4 separate regions of the Mus musculus genome follow, and all the other regions are linked to region 2. Evidence: chromatin contacts called from public HiChIP or PLAC-seq, Micro-C and promoter capture Hi-C data. All regions are on one chromosome and are shown on one strand. Each heading gives the region's core, a stretch centred on a gene start, on an enhancer-like site or on the middle of the called end of the contact. The rest is flanking DNA. Distances are from core to core; before and after follow the strand shown. Region 1 holds the start of Fbxo47 (F-box protein 47). Region 2 holds the start of Neurod2 (neurogenic differentiation 2). Region 3 holds the start of Psmd3 (proteasome (prosome, macropain) 26S subunit, non-ATPase, 3). Region 4 holds the start of Thra (thyroid hormone receptor alpha).

What was found. Hi-C and Micro-C count contacts between places; a contact is called where the count stands out from the background. HiChIP or PLAC-seq counts read pairs in DNA pulled down with a chosen protein or histone mark. Capture Hi-C pulls out chosen DNA fragments and counts their contacts.
Region 1: an H3K27ac HiChIP or PLAC-seq map of large pre-B cells shows a contact between it and region 2, with 4 times the contacts expected there. The contact joins the promoter of Fbxo47 here to the promoter of Neurod2 in region 2. A contact is called at or near these places in 2 of 115 datasets of contacts at active chromatin or transcription factors (large pre-B cells and pancreatic cancer cells).
Region 3: a promoter capture Hi-C map of liver shows a contact between it and region 2. The contact joins the promoter of Psmd3 here to the promoter of Neurod2 in region 2. A contact is called at or near these places in 1 of 39 promoter capture datasets (embryonic stem cells), 2 of 484 Hi-C or Micro-C datasets (forebrain and nephron progenitors), 8 of 115 datasets of contacts at active chromatin or transcription factors (the 230-238 cell line, craniofacial prominence, embryonic stem cells and 3 more) and 1 of 9 other capture datasets (liver).
Region 4: a Micro-C map of embryonic stem cells shows a contact between it and region 2, with 2.5 times the contacts expected there. The contact joins the promoter of Thra here to the promoter of Neurod2 in region 2. A contact is called at or near these places in 5 of 39 promoter capture datasets (cranial neural crest, embryonic stem cells, hippocampal neurons and 2 more) and 2 of 484 Hi-C or Micro-C datasets (cortical neurons and embryonic stem cells).

Annotation. Positions count from the first base shown.
Region 1 is chr11:97,882,342-97,885,870 of GRCm38.p6, forward strand. It overlaps Fbxo47 (F-box protein 47), which reads right to left and starts at 1,813. Exons shown (of 11, transcript NM_001081435.1): 1 at 1,582-1,813.
Region 2 is chr11:98,327,988-98,331,474 of GRCm38.p6, forward strand. It overlaps Neurod2 (neurogenic differentiation 2), which reads right to left and starts at 1,658. Exons shown (of 2, transcript NM_010895.3): 1 at 1,447-1,658; 2 at 1-354. The coding sequence starts at 349.
Region 3 is chr11:98,680,696-98,684,178 of GRCm38.p6, forward strand. Psmd3 (proteasome (prosome, macropain) 26S subunit, non-ATPase, 3) reads left to right here and starts at 1,859. Exons shown (of 12, transcript NM_009439.1): 1 at 1,859-2,242. The coding sequence starts at 2,035.
Region 4 is chr11:98,739,537-98,743,065 of GRCm38.p6, forward strand. It overlaps Thra (thyroid hormone receptor alpha), which reads left to right and starts at 2,249. Exons shown (of 10, transcript NM_001313983.1): 1 at 2,249-2,470.

The DNA of each region.
Region 1 (3,529 bases), core at 563-3,062, 450 kb before region 2:
AAAAATTGTGAAGCAGGGTGGTGGTGGGAGGCAGAGGCAGGCAGATCTCTGGGTCTGAAGCTAGCCTGATCTACAAAACTATTTCCAGAACACCAAGGACTACCCAGAGAAATCCTGTCTCAAAAACCAAACAAACAAATGACTATAGTTGCGCTTTACTTCAGATTTCAGTGAAATTTCAGATTAGTAATTGTGAAAATGGCTACCTTTACACAATATGTTTATTTTTATAAAACACAGCTAAGTGAAAGAAAACTAAATTCACTCATGTATTTTGGTGTTTATATTACTGTGAAAATTGTATTTATGTATTCATTTTCGACAAAAAAGTAAGGACTCATACTATTTTGTAATCTTATTACAATTTAATTCAATGCCAATACATGTATTTCTACAAGAATATGTATTTTAATATCCTCATGTAATTCCAAGTGGAAGAATTCTGATTGACTTAATTAAAAAGGTTGTTATTAATTTTAATTTTTCTTTTGTTCTCTTTCTTTCTTACCTTTTTTTTTTTCCTTATTTTCTCTGTGTAATAATGCTGGCTGTCCTGGGACTCACTCAGTAGACCAGGCTGGCCTCACAGAGATCCAGTCACACAGATCCATCTGCCTCTGCCTACCAAGTGTTGAGATTAAGGGCGTGCAACACCACTGCCATGCTTACTACAGAATTTTCAAGTATTTTTACTATAATAAAACATAAATTTGCTTTTTCTTCCAGAAACTTCCATCCTAGTCAGACTAGTGTGGGGCTAAACAACCTCCTCCCAGGGGTCTTTATCACCTATTAAGGGTATAGACATAACGTGTATGTATAATTTTTCACTTAAATCTCTGAGAGAAAAAAAACAAAAACCAACTGATCCCAGTTATTTCAAAACTTAGACTCAACTGGCGAACAGCTATAGTCCCAGCAACAAGGGAGACAAAGGCTGAGTTCGAGGTCAGCCTGGTCTGTGGGAGTCTAACAGTGCAAGTCCCACAGCAGCTGGGGTGGTTTCACAAAGAAACACTGTAGTGGAAACAAACTAACAAACAAACAAAAAGCCAACAAAACAAAAGAAAACAAAACCCCAACATTTAAGTCTCCCTTTCCTCCCTCAGACCTATTTTAGGGGTGGAGGAGCGCAGGATTTTGTGGAAACAGTACCTATTTCCTACCAAACTCTTCCTGCTTTCCCCTTAGCCTGAAGGTACGAAGCGCACAAGCCCTGTGACAATGGGATACAGTTTTTCCCTTGTGGCTCCCCGGCGGGCGTGGAACTCTCGAGCCTCCTGCCTCGGCCTCCGAGGAGCCGGTGACAGGCAGCACTGCCCCGCCCACGCACCGAGAACGGGGCGGGTCTAAGGGCGCCGACCTCGTCCCTGCCCCCACACCCTCTTCCGGAGGGGAAAAAATACCCCAGCAAGTCACCGCGCTTTGTCTTAACGTTCCTTTGCCAGCGCTAAACACCGCCAAAGAGGTCACCTAGGGAACCAGAGCAGAAACTGGCCCGCATAAAAATCAAATAGGACCTGCTGAAAAACACGCAATTATTTCTACCGGAAGTACTGGGGAATATAAAACACTTGTTACCACAGATTTCGACAGTTTTTCCGGCTACAGTATCACAGGAAAGTGGGATTTAGTCGTCTCGTCCCACCATCCTCAGATTTCACAAATACTTAAAAATAAAAATAAATAAAAAATTAAAAAAAAAAATCTCCTCAGGCTTTTCCCGCCAGATAATGGGGGCGGATCCTGCTCCGCTCTCTCCGCTCCGCCCCGGAGCTGCGTCCTCAGCTCTCGGGCGCCCCCGTCGCCTCAAGTAGATTTTAGAATTCTCCCAGGAGCCCCAGCGGGAGGAGGCTCCGCCCCCTCATGAATATCGAGCAGCCTCGCCTCCTCTGCCCCTCCCCTCATGAATATTCAGAGATCTCCCGGGAACCCTGCGGGCGGAGCCTCACCCTCTCAAGAAAGGATGAGACGCCGGGATCCTCGGCTCTTTTGCCTCCTCTCTTGAATCGCTCGGAGCACTCCCAGGAGTCCACGCACGGGAGGAGGCCCCACCCCCTCGCGAATAGAAAGAAACCTCGGCTCTTCAGTCTTTCCCTTATGAATACCCAGAACCTTCTCGGGAAACGCCCCCAAGCAGGCCACGCCCTCTCATGAATACTAAGCAGAGGCTCCCATGGTGCCCTCCTGTTCAGGGATGTTATTCGGAGTGAGGCCCTTAAAAGCCCGTGCTACCTCCATTTTAGACACCAAGTTGCTGAACGGGAGAAACGGGAGCTCTTATGGTAGGGTAAGTGGGGAGGCTGTAAATGGAGATCTCAAACTTGGAGGAGTTATACGCTCCACTACGTTTTTTTACACTCAGGTTTTAAAAAAAAGATTTTATTTACTTTACGTTTAGGAGTCCACTTTTGCTGTCTTCAGACACCCAGAAGAGGGCATCAGTTCTCATCACAGATGGTTATGAGCCACCATGTGGGTGCTGGGAATTGAACTCAGGACCTCTGGAAGAGCAGTCAGTGCTCTTAACCACTGAGCCATCTCTCCATCCCTACACTCAGTTTTAAGGCAGTTTCCGATTCACTCTTCCCCTGGGCCAACAGGATCTGTCACAAGAGCTTTTCATTAAAAAGTTGTTAGATGCCTGGTGTGATGGCATTTCCCGATGGAGGCAGGAGGCTAAACCAGCCTAAGCTACTTGAGAATCTGGCTCAACCACCCCACCCCCAAAGCCCTTAATATTAAATTCTCATTTATTTACAGATTCTGTGTCTTTTTCTTTTCTCTTTTTCTTTGAGACAAGGTCTTGTTGGGTAGTGCTAGGCTAGCCTAAACCTCTGACTCTTGCATGAGCCAGTTACAGTGCTGGGATTACAAAAATCATGATCCAGTATGCAGGGCTTGATTCAGATGGAAGCCTGCAGTGGGGCAGGCTGTCTGGGAGGCCTTAAAGATATAACAGAATGATACATATTATTTGAGACTGGGTCTCTTGTAGTCCAGGCCTCCTAGACTCCTCAGGTACATAGGCATATATATTCAGGAAAAACACCTATCCACATAGAAACACAAGAAAACCAAACAACCAGTTAAAGTAGATAACAGATACCCTGACTTCCCTGGGTTGGAGTAGCCTAGCGGTAGAATGCTTGCCTAGAACACACTGGAGCCTAGTTTCCACCCCTAGCATCCTCAAAGTCCTGACTTCCCTCTTCTAAATCTTCCTCCAGGTTTCTTTTGGAAATCTGTACCTCTTAGATGTTGGGAGCATTAGCATTAGTATGTACTTAGCAGATGTGAGGTCCCAGGTTCAAACCCCCACCCTACCCCCAAAAAGCAAAAAAAAAAAAAAAAAAAAAAAAACCCACTTTACATGACTTTTTCTGTAGCCATACTTACTTCCCCAAGTGGTGCTGTAACCTTGAGATGACCTGTCTCGTATCTCATTTACTAAATTAGGACAGATACTTCAGTACTACCTGCCCCCTGCCTTCCTTATCCTGTACCTTAATTCTTGTACTCAAACAGC
Region 2 (3,487 bases), core at 408-2,907:
GACGCGCCTTGGTCATCTTGCGTTTCTTCGGCCCGCGCTTCTTGGGCCGCTCGCCTTCCGCCTCGTCCAGTCCTTCCTCCTCCTCCTCTTCCTCCTCCTCCTCGCCGCCCAGCTCTCCTTCCTCCTTGACCTCAGCCAACGTGGGTTCAGGGATCTCTTCTCCTCCACGAAGAGACACTGGCTTGGCGGCCCGGGCGGGTCCTGGAGCCCCCGACCCGGGAGCAGGAGGAGGCTGCGGCGGCGCGTCGCCCTTGTCGCTCCTCGGCTCGTCGTCGTCGCCGTCGCCCCAGCTGGCGAACTTGGGCACGTCCGAGAGGAGGCCGGGCTCGCTGAACAGGCGGGTCAGCATGGTGCCTGAGGGCGCCCCGGGGGCGGGGAGACAGACAGCACAGAGTGAGGGGCGCGCCGGGGTCACCACGACCCCCCAACCCGCCTCCACCCCCCAAGTCTCCGTGAGCGCCCCAGCTCAGGGGCCCCCGATGCCCACTACGTCCTGCTGCCCCGCCCAGAGCCGGCCCAGCCCTGCCCGGCTGCCAGTGGGGGACCGCGGCCCAGGCCCTTGCCCGAGATCCGGGCTCCTGCTCCGCCCCTGGCCCGGAAGGAAGCTGCTCTCGGCCGGTGTCGGGGTCCCAGAGAGCTTGACCAGGTGGGGGGTTAAGGGACCAGGTCCATCTTCCCGGGGAGGCGGTGCTCTCGCCCGAAAGCCAGCTCTCTCCCGGTGACGGAGAGAAGCTGGGCGGCCGCCGTGGGGACGCTGCCCCGGTTCCTCCTCTCCACGGTCCGGCCCCTCGGCCTGGCTCCCCAAGCCCTCCGGTGCCTCTCACCCCCAAGCTCCCTAATCCAATTTGCAAGTTGGCCGCGCGCCGCCCCCGGCCGGGCCCCCACCCCCGCAGCCCCAATTCTAGACACCGGAGCACCGTCTCCTCTCTAGCTGCTGCTTACGGGTCTCCCGGAGCGGGCTCCGGGTGCGGGGACTGAAGAAGCCGGGCGTGGGGAGGAGACCCAAAAGCGAACCCTGTTCGTCTCCCTTGCGGTCAGGGACCCTCTTCCCCTCTTCAAACTCCCTCCCTCCCACACGTCTCTACAGATCTCGTTGTATTTTGAGATCCTTGGGGAAAAATCCAAATTTATTTGTTTGCTTATCTTTTTTGGTGGTGGGAAAAGGTCACAGGTTCCTTCGGGACAGTCATGGGGGGGGTCCCATCTTCGCTTCTTCGAGTGCCTCATGACCCTTCCCCCTCAGCCCATCCTAGGCATACCATCTCCTTCCGCAGCCCCTTAAGCTGCGGCCCCAATGGGAGAGAGAACACGGGGCGCCCCCGCTGCCCATCCCGTAAGGGGGTAGGGTCCCAGGAATAGGAGAACTGGGGGGGACTTCCATGTCCGAAGCAGCGCCCCCCCACCACTAATAGCAGGTCAGATCTAGCTCCCTCTCGGACAACTTACCTCAGAGAGGAGTCAAGGGGAGAGGGGAGGGGAGGGGGGAGGGGGCAAGAGAGAGAGGGGGGAGAAGAGGAATCTTCTCGCTTATTTCATTGTTCCCCCATCTTCAGGGAGCGGGGGCAGCGGTTCCTCAAGGCGGCGGGCGCCGGCGTCTTCAGAGCGCCATGCGAGCCGCGGAGCGAGTGTGGCATCTCTACCAGGCGGGGTACCAGCCTCTATGCCAGGCCATATGGGCTTGGCACGTCACGGGCAGCAGCTATCACATGAGAGACGGTGATTGGCATGCGTCTGCATTGGGGGAGAGCCGGCTCCCCCGGGACCCGCCGCCATCTGTCACTCTCTACTCCAAAAAAAAAAAAAAAAATTAAATAAATAAAGGAAATAAATAAATATCTCTGCCGCCCTCCCCTCCCCGCCCAACGCAGGAAAAGCAGAGATTGAGAGGGAGGTGGGAGGATTTGCCCCCCTCAGATATAGAACCCCCCACATGGGAACAATGGGGTGGCAAGTCTGGGAATTGGCGGTTTGTGGTTGCCAGGCCAATTCAGGGCTCTCTCCAGGGTCTTGATCTGTCCATTTCCCTGTCTCCAGGTCCCTAAGGTGGGTCAGGACCAGACCCTGGGGTGTGGAGAAGGGACCTCGGTGCTTACTGCCGCTCCCCAAGAGAATCCCCTCCACCACAAAGGGACAGCTGAGGCTCCTTCCAGGGTGGGTGTGGGGGGCATCCCTGGCCCAAGCCCCATAGGTAGATGCTGGCACCATGCCATTCCTCATCCCTGTCTGCCCCTCCCCCACCCACCCTCACGCACACACAACATATGTGGCTGAACAAAATTCAAACCAAGGGAAAGACAGAGAAAGGGAAAGATTTGCCTCCCTGGGTGTCTGTGCCTCTGCATGGGCGTGTTGTGCGTGCGCACGCGAGTGCTCATGTGTGTGTGTGTGTGTGTGTGTGTGTGTGTGTCTGTGGGGACATGTGTGTCTATCTGTGTAGTCATCACACAGGAGATCTTTCCTTGGGTGTCAAGGGCAAATGTATGGTGGGGTGGGGTGGGGAGGGATTTGGAGATGAGCTATGTGTCCCTATCTGGGTTAAGGTGGGCACAGATCTGGATTCCTAACCCAGAAGCCCTCTTCCTCCTCTTCCTCCTCCTTCTTGAGTCACTGAGGCCTTACCACCCCTGATCCTTGCCAGGTAGGCCATCCACCAATGCCTCTCTTTTGGCCTTCTGATTTGGTTAGCTGAAGGAAAGGGTATGACTGGTTGCAGGCCGCTTAGAGTTTTTAGACAGGACCCAGCACTCTTCCTCTCTGCAGAAAATACAAAAGCCACAGAGGCTGACCCCATCAGTCACAGGAGAGGCCAGAGAGGAGAAGACCAGACAGGTGTCTTGCTGAGGGAGGTAGGAAATGGATGCTTTATTTTACAGTTCCCCTTGCAAGGTTCCTATCCTGCCAGACACAGATGCAAATGGTACAGGTTAAAGGGAGGAGCTTCCGACACACCCACCTTCCCACCAGTTCCTCACTCTGTGGTGGAGAAAATGGAAACACACCCCTGTTCAGAGTTAACCTGTGTGAGAGACAAGTACTTGCAGTCAGGGGTAGAGACCCTTGACCACACTGGACTCAGGCAGGTGCTGTCTTCAGGCCCAAATTTCTTGTCTCTCCCTTGACCTACCTGTGCACACCCAACAACCTTGGCTCACATATTCAGATGCCAGCCAGCCACATAGCAAGCACAGAACCACACAGACAAAAGGAAGACCGCACCACATCCCTTAGTCCAAGTGGATGCCCTCTGGTCTTACCTGGAGAACCCTTCTCAAGGGAGTCTTGGGCTGATAAGACAAGAATTCGACGTTCAGAATGAACAAGGTGCTCCACAGAGACACATGCTGGCTTGAAAGGCCTTGAGAAAGTCGGTATGAAGCTTGGACACTTGGAGGTCAGGGGCTGAAAGAAGGTCCAAAGGCCAGGCACTTCCTCTTCCTTCCACAGAGGCAGTGCAGGGAAATGGATATAGCTAGGTACCCAGGGGGAG
Region 3 (3,483 bases), core at 609-3,108, 350 kb after region 2:
AGCTTGAGCACTAGGAGACTTCAAACCCTGCCCCCGCCCCCCCCCCCCCCACTGTGAAGCTCTTTCTCCAACAAGGCCACACCTAATAGTGCCACTCCTTATGGGTCAAGCAAGGTCAAACCACCAAATTTACATTCTTTAAAAAAAAAAAAAAGCCCAATGCCTGGCAAAAACAGAAGTGGATGCTCACAGTCAGCTATTGGATGGAACACAGGGCCCCTAATGAAGGAGCTAGAGAAAGTACCCAAGGAGCGAAAGGGGTCTGCAACCCTATAGGTGGAACAACGATATGAACTAACCAGTACCCCCACCCCCCAGCTTGTGTCTCTAGTTGAATATGTAGCAGAGGATGGCCTACTTGGCCATCAATAGGAGGAGAGGCCCCTTGATATTGCAAAGATCATATGCCCCAGTACAGAGGAATGCCAGGGCCAGGAAGCTGTGGTGGGTGGGTTGGGGAGCAGGAAGGGGGAAGGATATAGGGGGCTTTGGAGATAGCATTTGAAATGTAAGTGAAGAAAATATCTAATTAAAAAAAAAAGCATTTATGCTTAGTAGTGGTGGCAAATGCTTGTAATTCCAGCATTTGGGAAGCAGAGTGAGTTCCCAGACATCCAGGGCAATACAGAAAAACCTTTAAAAAAAAAAAAAAAGCATTTATTTATGGGGGAGGGGAACTCGAGCCTCAGCATGCTTATGGAGGTCAGAGAAAAGCGTGAGACTCAGTTCTCTCCTTCTACCATGGGACCCAGGGATCAAACTCGTGTCTTCATACTTGGCAAGCACCTTTACTCACTTGAGCCATCTCACCACCCCCTCAACATTACTTTCTTTTTTTTTTCTTTTTTTGGAGACAGGGTCTTTTTGTGTAGTTCCCGCTGTCCTGGAGCTTGCTATGTAGACCAGGCTGGCCTTGAACTCAAAGATCTCCCTAGTGCTGAGATTAAAGTTGTGTACCACTGAGATTAAAATTATGTACCACACCTAGCCCTACATTACATTCTTGAGCTGGTGTTTGTTTGTTTGTTTACTTTTTCGGGAAAGGGTTTCTCCGTGTAGCCCTGGTGGTCCCGGAACTCACTCTGTAAACCATGCTGAGCCTCGAACTCACAGAAACCCACCCGTCTCTGCTTCCTGAGTGCTGGGATAAAAGGCATGCACCACCACGCTGGGCATGTTGGGTTTTTCAACAATCTTATATATACTGGCCCTGAGCAGTATACAACGTGGACTCCTATTATTAAATTTGACTAATTCTACACAAATACACACGACCCCCACATTCCCAGGCTGCAGAGAAGGTATGCCTTATACTCAGCATTATACAAAAATTTGACAAGGAAGTTCGGATGCCCTGGGGGTTGAGCTCAGTTTATCGAAAGCCAAACAGCCTAGCTACACGTCCACAAGCTCCTTTTCTTTCTGGTGCTGGAAGCATCTGGCGGGCGTTGAGAGCACGAGCCTGGCGGATTTCATTGGGGACCTGACCCGCGCAAACTGGGAGAGCTTGACCGGGGCGGGGGTTAGGGGGGTGGAGAGGAATCTGCCCGGCAACTCATGATGTCATCCCCATCTGAGCTCCGATAGGTCCTACCCACTTACATGTTAGAGTCTGTTGTAGCCCAGCTTGGAGTCTAAAGTGACCTCTCGCGGACATCCAAAGATGTACACTAGAGAGGAAGATAAAATCACCACTCTCAGGTCCCACAAATTCCTGCAGACTCCTCCCAGTTCCTAGAAGGTCCGCCTTCATCGTTTCTTGAAGACTCCTCCCACTTCCTAGAAGATCCGCCTTCATCGTGCACCTCGGCTGTTGATTTATTTTCCCTCCCTGGACTCGGCCATCTGCTCGCCATGCCTGGCATTTCCCAGAAGCCCCAGCGCCGGGAAGGAGTTTGCAGCTGCTCGGTCATCGTGCGGCCCGACGCGAGCCCGCGCTGGTGTGCAGGCCCGGCTCTGTGCCTGGTCTCTGGTGTGAGGGTTTACGCGAGGCCCCTGCTTCGGTCCCCGGACTAGGCCTCGACCCCGGGCGCCATGAAGCAGGAGGGCTCGGCGCGGCGCCGAGGCGCCGACAAGGCAAAGCCGCCGCCGGGAGGGGAACAAGAACCGCCGCCACCGGCCCCCCAGGATGTGGAGATGAAAGAGGAGGCAGCAGCTGGGAGCGGCTCCACGGGGGAGGGAGACGGCAAGGCAGCTGCGACCGAGCACTCCCAGAGAGAGCTGGACACTGTCACCTTAGAAGGTACGGGAGCCCACGTCGGGGTCGTGCCGCGATCACCGGTGACAGCGGCCAGGGTGATGCGACTTCTTGCTGGGACCTCTGCGTAGCCTCCACCTACCTTGGTTCCTTCGGTCAATGGAGCTGGGGTCAGAAGTGCCCGCCCAACCACCCTGACTCCCTCGACCCCAGCCGATGACCGAACCTGTTCTCCAGTCTGCGGACTGCTCTCCTCCTCTGGGGTTGCATCTTAGTCTCACCGAGCCTTTTCTTCAGTCCTTCCCAGTGATCTACTCCATCCGACCGATTCTAGCGCCTGTTATTGCTATGTAGAAAGTAGCATTTGTATTTGTGTCTAGAGAAACCAGGGTAACAGATTACACTAGCCTCTTAGTTTAAGAGTTTATAAAAATGGGTTCTGTAGCTCTAGGCTCCTTTAGCAAACTCCCTCGGAGAGCCATTTCTACCTTCTGCCTTCCTTCTGTAGTTGAAGCATCTAAACTAAAAGTCCCGGTGCACTTTTCCACTCTCTTAAGGACCTTACCCCTCCTTTCCTAAAGAGTTCAAGCACACGCACGCTTTTACTTCTGAATCAGACCCCCTCCCCCCCCACCCCTGCCTTCTTTCTCTTTTAGTTTATAATGCCTACCTGTGGCCCCGACTCCTATAAGCCAACACCAGAGACCCGTTCTCAGGCTCCTATTGTCCCCTTGTCCCGCTTAAGTTGCTCTTTTACTTTTTCCACTTAGTATATCTTGTCCATGTGCGCGCGATGAGACTTTTCCGGGTGATCTGTAGTTTTTTCTCTCTGTGTGTGTGTGTGTGTGTGTGTGTGTGTGTGTGTGTCTCAACTGCACGAGAAACTACTTTAAAACATGGTGATAGGCCAAGTCATGCCCTGAGTTGTACTTTTGAGTGTAAGTATGTATAGACTGCATCAACTCCCATTCTAAACTTGGTAACAAGATCTGTATACAGTAAAGGTCTTCTTTCCTGAAATAAAAGTTTCCAGTGGCAGAAATGTCACTCAGCATCGTGAAATATTTCATGGTTTGTATTCACTGTAGAAATTCTGGAACATGTGAGCATTTTAAAGCAACAGGGAGAAACTTTTAACCAGAGTTGACATATTTCCTCGTGTATTTTCAAACTGCTCCATAATTGAAATCACTTAAGTATTCAATTTGGATCAGGGCATTCGTATGTAAAGATATTGTCATTTTCTTTTTGTTGTCTTCATTTAATACATCCATGAACATAGGGTT
Region 4 (3,529 bases), core at 999-3,498, 410 kb after region 2:
TAAATTAGAAACAAAACCCTGTTTTAAAAACAGACAAGCTGGGCGTGGTGGCGCATGCCTTTACGCCTTTAATCCCAGCAGTGGGGAGGCAGAGGCAGGCGGATTTCTGAGTTCGAGGCCAGCCTGGTCTACAAAATGAGTTCCAGGACAGCCAGGGCTATACAGAGAAACCTTGTCTCGGAAAACCAAAAAAAAAAAAAAAAAAAAAAAAAACAGACAGAAGACAGACAGCAAACAAACAAAGCAACAAGTAAAATGAAACAAACAAAACAACCCTCCAGACTGTGAAGAGAGACGAGAGTATCAGAGACGAGTACCACCTTGGTGCCCTGGGTTTTCTCAGTCCTTGTCCTGGTCTAGATTATTGCTGAAATCTGAGTCCCCAGCCTCTGAGTCCTGCCTCAGTGAGGCAGAATATAATTGTATTTCTCATTCCCTGGGATTATCCCTCAGCTCCTCTGGTACCCCAATCCCAAGAGCCTACTTCCATGTGAGCATGGACCCTGAGTCTGTACACGGCCTTGTTCCCCAGGGTTTCAACCAGATTTGGTTATTGTAGAGGTGGCTTCGATTGGCAGCCAGCCACCCTGGTGCCTCAGTGCACTGAGAGCACACTGCAGCCTTCTCTACACTACAGCTGTTGCATGTCCGCTGGGAGCCGGGACTGAGCTGGTTCATTTACTGTTTGCTGACTCTGCACACTGGAGCCTCAATTTCCCCACTGCAGCTGCCGCTGTACAGTGCAGGCTTCTTTCAACCATTGTGTGTGTCCTTCAGTCCCCCTTGCCATCCCCAGTAACCGTAGGCTTCCACTTCGTTCCTCCCTCATCCAGCTTCCTGTCCCTTCCCTATCGGGAGCCCCACGAGAGGCATTCTCCCTTCTCCTCATCCCTTGTAAACCCTTAAAACCCCTTGTAAGAGAAGTGAGTCCATTGGCTCAGGATGTAGGTGGCTGGAACTAAGATGTGCAAGGGCAGCCCAACTTGGAGAGACTGTTGGTCAGCAACCCACTCAGCAAACGATTCTATCCAGTATGAACTGAACGGTTAGAAGAGCAGCTCCCCAGACACACTCTCTGGCTCCTCCCCAAGAGCAGGCTGTGGAGGCAGGGCTCCGCCCTGGGAGCCGTGGGAAGGCTATGGCCCCCGCTGGTAAAACTGGGCTAATGATAGCGGGGGAACCGGCGGGGCCAGAGGGGGGTGCTAGGGTAATTAGACCTCTGCCTGGCGGTAGTAGATCCCAAGATGAAAGGGGCTCTGGCGTCACTGGCAGGGTTTTATGTCCACGAATGCAGGTGTGTGTGTGTATGTGTGTGTGTGTGTGTGTGTTGTGTGTTTTGTGTGTGTGGTTGGCGCACGTGCGCGCGCGTGCGCGCGCAAGGGTCCGGAACTGGCATGGAGACCTCTCCTTTGAGAAAAGGAGTCCACCTATTTGCAGCCACTCTGTTGCTTAGATTGGCCCTTGAACCATTTGGATTTTGATGGTATACACAGGAGAGGAAATATCACCTCTGAGAAGCTGGGAGATAAGGGGCTGTAGCGAGTCTTGTCCACCCCCATTCCCCAAGCTTAGTATAGGAGTATATTGTTGGGGAATGGCTGGTGGGCAGTGACTAGAAAGAGCTTCCATGGAGAACAGAGACGTTTGCAAGAGGAGACAGTGGATTCAGCATTAATGTTAGAAACGAGAGAGGAGGCACAATGTGGAACGAGCCTCCAAAACGGCTAGAAATAGGATGGTTGAAGTTAGGAGGATTTCAGAAGTAACCTGTCCAACCTTTGGATTTTGTGCTCTTACCCTGGATGCTGTAATGTGTTCAAGGTCACACAGGGAGTTGTTCGCAAAGAAGGGACCCGAACTCTGAAACTACCCTTAGCGTTTGGTATCTGGACTTCCTCCCGGATTTATAAGGTGCAGTGATCTCCTCGGTCCTTCTCCCCCTACCCCAGGGTGCAAACCAGAACCCCCCTCCCCCAATTCTCCTCGCAAATGAAAGCTATTTTATTTGAAAATGACATCTTTCTCAAAACGTGTCACCGACCGTCGCTCCTGGATGGAGCCGTAGGGGGGGCGGGGGTGAGGTGGGCGAGTCTGAGCCTGGTAGGGGCCAAGGCGGTAGAGGGGCTGCGGGGCGGCCGGCCAGGAGCTGGGGAGCGGCGGGGGGCGAGGGGCGGGGACCGGCGACTGCGAGGCGGCCTGCAGGGAGCAGCCGCGAGCCGGCCGGGCGCGCGGAGCTGGAGCCCCAGCCGGAGCGGGGCGGGGGAGGGAGGAGCCAGAGCGGCCGCCGCCTCTGCCGGAGGAGCCGCGGGGCCGCCACACTCGCCCCCCGCCCCCCCGCGCTCACTCGCACTCACACCCCGGCGCTGGAGGCGGGCGGCCCGGGCCCCACCGGCCCCCCATGGACGCCCCCGGCACGGGGCGCTGAGACCCCCGCGTCGTTGCTCAGCTCGGACCAGCGCGCCAAGCCGAGGTAAGGAGGAGGGAGCAAGGGGGCATTAATATGCAAATGCATCGCGATTGATTATGCAAAGCCGCGGGTCTCTGGCCAGCTTGGAGGCGGGCTGGGGGCGCCCAGGGGGTTCCCGCCGCCGACCTCAGTCTTTTCCGGCGCCCGGGTGACCCTGTCACAGCCCGAGAGCTAGCCACTTACGCCCTGGGGAAAGAAGGTGCTGTTAAGTGGTCGGTGGGCCCCGGGGTTCGCCCAGGGAGATGGCGTCTGGGCCTCCCCTTCGAGGGCCCGCCCCGGCCTCTGTCCGGCCGGTCTGCTGCGCATTCCCGGGTTGGGCCCCGCTGCCTGCCGAGGCTCCCCCGCCCGCCCCGCCGCGGTTTGTTTACGGTGTGCCAGAAGCTTGTCGTGTCCCCCCACCCCCCCAGCCAAAGAGACCGAATGGCCTTTGCAAAGCTGTCTCTAGCTAGGAAGGGCAATGTGGGTGCGGCAGGGTGGAGGGGCTTGCATGGGCTGGAGGAGAGAGAAGCCCCCCTCCCCTCCCCACCTCTCCAGTTGAGCATGGCTTTCTGGTTGCAACACTCCTAATTGCAAAAACGCGGCGGGTGGGGTGGGGTGGGGGGAGTGTGAGCTTGTAGTAGTGGGGGTGTACTTGATGGTCCCTAGATGATTAGGAGAATTGTTGGCCTGTGGTTGGGGAAGAGAGGAAGAAATGGACCCGTGTTCTGTGTGTGTGTGTGTGTGTGTGTGTGTGTGTGTGTGTGTGTCCGCGCGCGCGCGCGTGCATGCTCCCCGTTTCCCTCCCTTGCAACGTGTCTCTGGTGCCCCTTTTCTATCTTGGGCCCTCCCTTGTCCAGTGTGAAAAGAAGGCCTGGGAAGATGTCAGAGGCAATGAAGAGAGCCACCCATTTTAGGGACTGGAGGGGGGAGCACACAGAAGGAAAGCCAGGGAGACGGGAGGCCTGCCCCTGAATGCTGGCTCTGGACCCAGGAGGGGGAGGGGATGAAGGGGGCCATTGTCCAAGATGAAGGGGGAGGCAAAGGTGACATGCAGACAACAGATATGCCTACACAGACAGCTAC